Linked DNA regions of Gossypium hirsutum: region 2 is linked to region 1. A link is a contact called in public Hi-C data. All regions are on one chromosome and are shown on one strand. Each heading gives the region's core, a stretch centred on a gene start, on an enhancer-like site or on the middle of the called end of the contact. The rest is flanking DNA. Distances are from core to core; before and after follow the strand shown. Region 1 has its middle 2.9 kb from the start of LOC121206948. Region 2 holds the start of LOC107889199 (histone deacetylase 9).

Region 1 (3,231 bases), core at 298-2,797:
TCGATTACATTCACGGTAGGAATGGACCACTTGCAGGTCCTGTTCTCGTCAAAGTAGATTTGTGATCAAACACACCAATGCATTAGAAGATGCCATACATGCTTTCTTTCCCGATAAATGAACCACATCCAAGTTATCTACCACTAGTATAGCTTTTCTCATATCACATGCACAACATAAGCCATCATAGATTCCCTACAACTCAGAATTAAACCGGACATGTTCCACACCTTCATGCAAAACCCAATAGCCATTGGCTATTGCTATCCCATATGAACCCACCAGAGTAAGCCAAGCCCGCAGCAGCCCTTAGTGCACCATTTGCGTTCACTTTATGCCATCCACCTAGAAGCTTCTCCCATCTAATTATTCGACTTGTTTGCTGACCTCTACTATCTTATAGCTGGTTTACAAATGTCAAGGTAAGTCGCGCCTCATCCCGCATTCTAAAACTTTTCTCAATCACCCTTTCAGCATCAACATAGTTGGGATCGAATCCTCTTCAACCAAATATTCTAACAAACAAAACCAAAGAGCAAAATTCCCATTCCTTGATCTCCATTGACAAAAACTCATCTAAGTACCAGTTCACACCACAGTGACTTAGTCGCAAAATATTGGTGTAGCACATGGTTAATATCTTTTATAGCATTCCTACAAAATTAGTAAACCCATGCTTTTGTCTATCATATCATGCACGCTTCCCTAGAAACGTATCTCAGGATATTGCCGCTCCTGGGAGACCACCACATCACCTTCGAAAAACTAGCTCTTCAAACCATCATTTCATGAAACAAGTTCTCCCACTTGCTTAGTATGAGCCAGCCACGTATACTTAAAAGATAGCTTGGCACCACCCACATCCTTCAACTCCATGTCGTCCCCATTCTAAACCTCTTTATACTTCACCCTTTTGGTGGCTTGTTGAATGAATCTCTGGCAGCATTGGAGAGCTCGGCCGTTCCAAGCTAGCCAGAAGAGGGAAAGACTTCGACATCATTTTCTTTTATATCTTCTCTTATTAATTTTCTACGTGTTTATTTATGCTTTAATTAATGAAAAATTTCATCATTTTCTTATGGGCCAAACAGTCCCAGAAGAATTTGTGCACTGAAATATGAAAGCTCTTATGTGTCTTGAATTACGAATTTGCCACGTCTTAAAACCCTGACAGTTTCCAGGTACCAAAATCTCGTTCCATTATTCTTCCTCTCAATCCTTGATTCAAAAATTGCAGCCCTTCTTCAATGGTGAAGAACAAAAGAGAACGAAACAGAAATTCGCAACCTTTTCTGGCAGATGGCGATTCCGTTGCCTCCTCAAAGAAACGCTCCAAAGCTCCTAAACACCACCAAAAGCAAGACAAAGTAATACTGAGCCGTTTCCCTTCTTTTTGTTTTTCTTATTTCTTCTTTCGTTTTTTAATTTTTATCTAAATTTGTGTTCTCGTTTTATTTGTTTGTTTTCGGTGCAGATGCTTTCGACGGGAATAAGCTCGAAATTCTTGAAAGAGGCGCTTCTTCAGCAGAAGGAAATAGAAGATGAAGCCTCAGGAGGGAACGTTAGGAACGCATTTGGTTCGGTTAAAGAAGAGCATAATAAGCACGAAGAAGAAGAAGAAGAAGAAGAAGAGGATATTGACAATTTTGGTGGATTTTTTTGAGACCCAAAGTCAATTTGGCAACTACGAAGTAAGTTTATTTTATGTGATCATATATCTTTTCAGGTTGCTTTTTGATGTTAAATTGTTAGAGATGATCCTTATGCAGGAAAGATGGGTGATTTTGTGACAATTTAACTATTTTCTCATTTTTAATCTAATTGTAGCATGATTTTTCTGTTGAGTAATTTTCAAGTAAATTAGCAAACAGTAGAAAGGAACTGGAAAAACTGCAACAGTAATAATCAAATGGAGCCTTAGTTTATTGGGAAAACCGTAGTTCTGTTAATTTACAATTTGCAAACTATTGGACTTTTATGTTATAGGATGAGATTGATGAGGAAGATGAGAAATTGCTTGAGGCATTCTTATCGAAGGATGCTGGTCCGCAAAGGACACTTGCTGACATTATAATTCAAAAGATCAAGGAGAATGATGGAAATGTTGCTTCAGGTAAATGTTAAAATTAGTTTTTCTTTGCTAATTTAATGACGTTAGCAAGAATTTTACGTACTAGTAGACTAGTAGTGGTGCTTGATTGTTCAATTTGTTTAATTGCAGAAACACGACCTTTGCCCAAGTAGGATGACGCCCTCATAGATTTGTATAAAGGGTAATTTTCGTATCTTTTTATATGTATGGTTCTTTTGCTTATATCAAGGATGTGCAGAAACCTTAAAACTCTGGATGTGGATTAAATATGCAATGTTGCCAAGTTTCTGAACAAATACACAGCTGGGTAAATGCCCAAAGCCTTTAAACACATTCCTTCAATGCAACTCTGGGAGGATGTTTTGTACTTGACTGAACCTGAGCAGTGGTCTCCGAATGCAATGTTCCAAGCCACAAGAATATTTGCTTCTAATTTGGGTGCTAAGAAGGCAGAGCGTTTTTATAGGCTAGTCTTACTTCGATGCATTAGAGATGATGTTCAGAAGAATAAGCGACTTCATTTTGCTCTATATCAATCCTTGAAGAAGGCTCTTTATAAACCTGCTGCATTCAACAAGGGAATATTGTTTCCATTGTGCAAGGTATACAACTTCCTGCCTAGCATAGTGAATCATGAGTATTTTTCTACTTGATGAATCTAACAGTCCAAGTTTTCATTATTGGTTGAGCTGTTCTGAGCTTTTTAGCATCAAGTTGTGCTCTTTCAGATAGATACTGCAGCCCCGTGATTTTGCCCCATTTTTGTTAAATTCTTATTCGTATCAGTTTACTTTTTAATGTTATGATTAATGCTCCACTTGTATTGTATGTAAGTTGGTCTTAATAAGTTTGTCAGGATGTACGAATTTTATCACAAAAATCTTCTTGTTCTGCTGCTCTTTTTCAGTCAGAGACATGCAATCTTAGGGAGGTGGTTATCGTTGGGAGTGTTCTTCAAAAAGTGTCCATTCCTATGCTTCACTCAAGGTATTTTAATGGTGCTTTTGATTATATGATATTTTGGGAGGTCTATTTTAATGTTAAAAGTTGGAGGTATGTTGAGTCAAGTTGTAAAAATGAAGATATGTTATTCATTTTAAACTACTCAGAGAAATGCCTATTGTATTTGATAGCTTTCA
Region 2 (3,231 bases), core at 275-2,774, 63 kb after region 1:
TTTGAAAATGTCCATGGTGCATGTAACTTTACGCCATTTATGAATATGGTATCTTTGACTAATATTGTTAATTTCTAACTGGTTAAAACACATGACCTACATGTCATTTTTTATCAGAAATTCTTTATTTGAAAAAGTTAATGAATTGAAATTCAAACATGTTTTTAGTTAAAAAATTTAAAGGTATATTTAACCCCAATCTATCATTTAATTTAAAAATGAAAATTATTCTAATAAAAAGTGACATGTGTCACAATTTAAACCGGTCAGAAATTAATACAATTACCAAAAGTGGGAAAGTACTTGAAATAATAATTAGGAAAATAGAATCTAGATTTTTTATTCAATCATTACTTTTTATTCCTCAAAATAGAAATCTTTGAAATATGTCTCTTTTTTTTAATTAAATAATATGGTTATCTAGAGAGGTCATGCTTCTTTTTCGAAAATTTCTTACAAAATTTGATTCCCACGATTGGGATATGATGAAATAACTTAACTCTTGTACTTGGAAAACATTAAGTGTAAGAGGTCAGGTTTTTTATTTCACATATACTTAGATAGCATCTCGTACAAGTTAACCTTAACTTCGACACTTACGGAGTTGAGGTTAGAATCGGACAACTTTAATCTGTAGCACGCTCGAAGCAATCAAACTCTTACTCATGGTTGTAACTTAGATATCAAACTATTTCAAATGGATGTAAAAAGTGTGTTCTCGAATGACTTCATTAATGAAGGAGTGTTCGTGGAACAATTGATCTGTCATAATTTGATATAGCAAATTAGACTTTCTCGACATGAGGAGCTTGTTCTCAAGCAAAAAAATGTCGTTTACGTAGTTTTTAGGATTTTGATTTAATAAGTGAAAATACCTTTTTTTACTTATTTTGAGACGTTAATTGACCAATAGTATCATTGGGGGCCTAACATATGATTGAGTGTTGTAAGGACGTGTTGAAGGCTAGAATCGAACGAGAACATCACCAAAGGAGAAGGTATTACGATACCTTCAATAGGTCCCAAGTTTGGACCACCTTACAGTGGTATCACCATATCTTCTATTGGTGTCGCGATACCCACTCGCCCAAGAAGTAACCTAAGTTAAGTTTGTCAACGGTATCACGATATCCACTCCTTAGGTATTGCGCACCCACATCGTCAGGGGACAAAAAATGGCTCCAATAATAGTCTTTGTCCAACCGAAGCACCAATCATTGAAGGCTCATTCAAGGACATTTTGGGCACAAACAGGGTAAAAAATTGATTGCTAAAAACAACCAAATTTGGTTGAGGAGAGAGAATACACACACTTAGGCTTAGTTTAGCTTTAATTTCTCTTAGTTTTCTTCTACTTTTCTAGGGTTTTCATTTTCTTTATCTTCCATAGCTATATAAGATTTTTTTTTTTACATTTTTCTTCTTTCTCTTATAGTTAGTTAAGTTAGTTAACACTGTAGCTTAGGTTCATTTGCAACTTTAGTCCTTTTACTTTGTTTGTAAAGACATTTTTAGCTTTATATTAATGCATTTCAGTTTCGTTTACATTAAATCTATTAAAGATTTTCCTTTTATATTTCTTGCTTTAGATTTTTATGTAATATGCTTCTTTTTACATTTCCTTAAGCTTTTCTTTAATGGCTTCCATGTTCTGCACTTTTATGTTTGTTAGTTTAGTTTTTCATATGGGTAACTAAACTTTTACAGCATGTTTTGTTCGACGGAATGGCCATTCCATTCCGCCCCTATTCCACGCGCTACAGTGACCCGTTGTTTGGTTGAAATTTGACTGCCGAATAGCTATTCCGTGCGGGCTCTATTACGCGTAAACGCTGCATAACCATTCAGAAGGTCAGGCGCTGAATGCCTATTCAATGGCTCTCGTAATAGCTTTTTTTTTTCAGACGAAAATCTCCTTCCATTTCCACTCATCATTCAGACGAAAATCTTCTTGGGTTTTCCATAAAATGCATAGAATACTCTCTGTTTTTGGATTTTGGGGGTGGCGGATTTGCGTGTGCTGGAAAATATAGAGAAATCGATGTCGAAGGCGGAGCTTTCCAAAGAAATGCGTACGTCTCCCACTGTGCAGCCCAGCAATTGTGGGAATGGCGAGGCTCCGATCAATTATCAGCTATTATTGTTGGTATTCTTCCCTTCGCTATCTGTTTTATTCTTTCCCCTCTTAGAAATTCTCTATCAAAATTGTCATATTTATTTTGCCCGTTCCAATAAACATGCAAATATCATATGTAGAAAGGATTAGGTTATGCTTTTTCTGATGTATATGCGTTGGAGTTTGATTTCCATATTTTTCTATTTTCTTCTTCCCAGACAATCTTGGAGAAGGACTGCCCTGTGTTTGAAAACTTGTTTGAATTTTGTCAAATTTATGCTGGTGGGACAATAGGTAAATTCTGATATGGTGGGTTGTTTCTCTTAATTTGATATGTGTATTTTCAATTGCAATTGATTGTCATGGCTGGCAGATGCTGCAAGAAGATTAAACAATCAGTTATGTGATATTACTATAAATTGGGCTGGTGATTTATATCATGCCAATAAGTGGGAGGCACTTAGGTTTTGTTACATCAATGACTTGGTTTTGGGAATCTTGGAGTTTCTGAAGTATCATGCCCGTGTATTATATATTGATATAGATGTACATCATACCCGTGTATTCTAGTTATAGACGAACTTAGATTCATGCCATCATAATTCAAGATTCAGAGCGGTTTCATCACTTGTCATGGATTATGTTCTTGTAGAGATTACTGGTAGAACATTGGAAACAGAGGAGTCATGTGTAAAGAATTCTTTGATTGATATTTGTAACTTCATATAAACTACTAGTTGCAATTGTAGTTGTTGCATTGAAGACAAAACTATAATAACTCCACTTTCGGAGTTTATGAAGAGTATAACGAGGAGCGCATGTACAGCACCAAGCTCCACTGTACTAAGTATACATAGACAGCATACGTTCGTATAATTTGCTTGCTGAGAAAAGCAAACAAGTCGGAACATTCTTCTCTTCCGTTCGGGTCTCCCTTGCCAAAAAAATGAGCAATGATATGAAAATATCAGATACCCAGTGGAATTCCTTGTCTTTCCTGCCATGAAAGTAATACATTATGCAAGTGGAATTCCTTCTCTACCGTGGCTCGTGGTAGGCAGCTTTTCTGGCACCCACTTTTGAAGGTATTATTCTGAAACATAGAATTCCAAAGA

The links. Hi-C and Micro-C count contacts between places; a contact is called where the count stands out from the background.
Region 2: a contact with region 1 is called in a Hi-C map of leaf, with 5 times the contacts expected there. The contact joins the promoter of LOC107889199 here to the enhancer-like site in region 1. A contact is called at or near these places in 7 of 34 Hi-C or Micro-C datasets (anther, hypocotyl, leaf and 1 more).

What each region holds. Positions count from the first base shown.
Region 1 is chrA09:65,995,119-65,998,349 of Gossypium_hirsutum_v2.1, forward strand. It overlaps the pseudogene LOC107889198. Among protein-coding and RNA genes, the nearest start is that of LOC121206948, 2.9 kb to the right of the region's middle. Within about 2 kb of position 1,548, at least 6 of the 9 cell types and tissues checked have an H3K27ac peak or open chromatin away from gene starts, as enhancers often do.
Region 2 is chrA09:66,058,389-66,061,619 of Gossypium_hirsutum_v2.1, forward strand. It overlaps LOC107889199 (histone deacetylase 9), which reads left to right and starts at 1,525. Exons shown (of 2, transcript XR_005901119.1): 1 at 1,525-2,142; 2 at 2,335-2,811.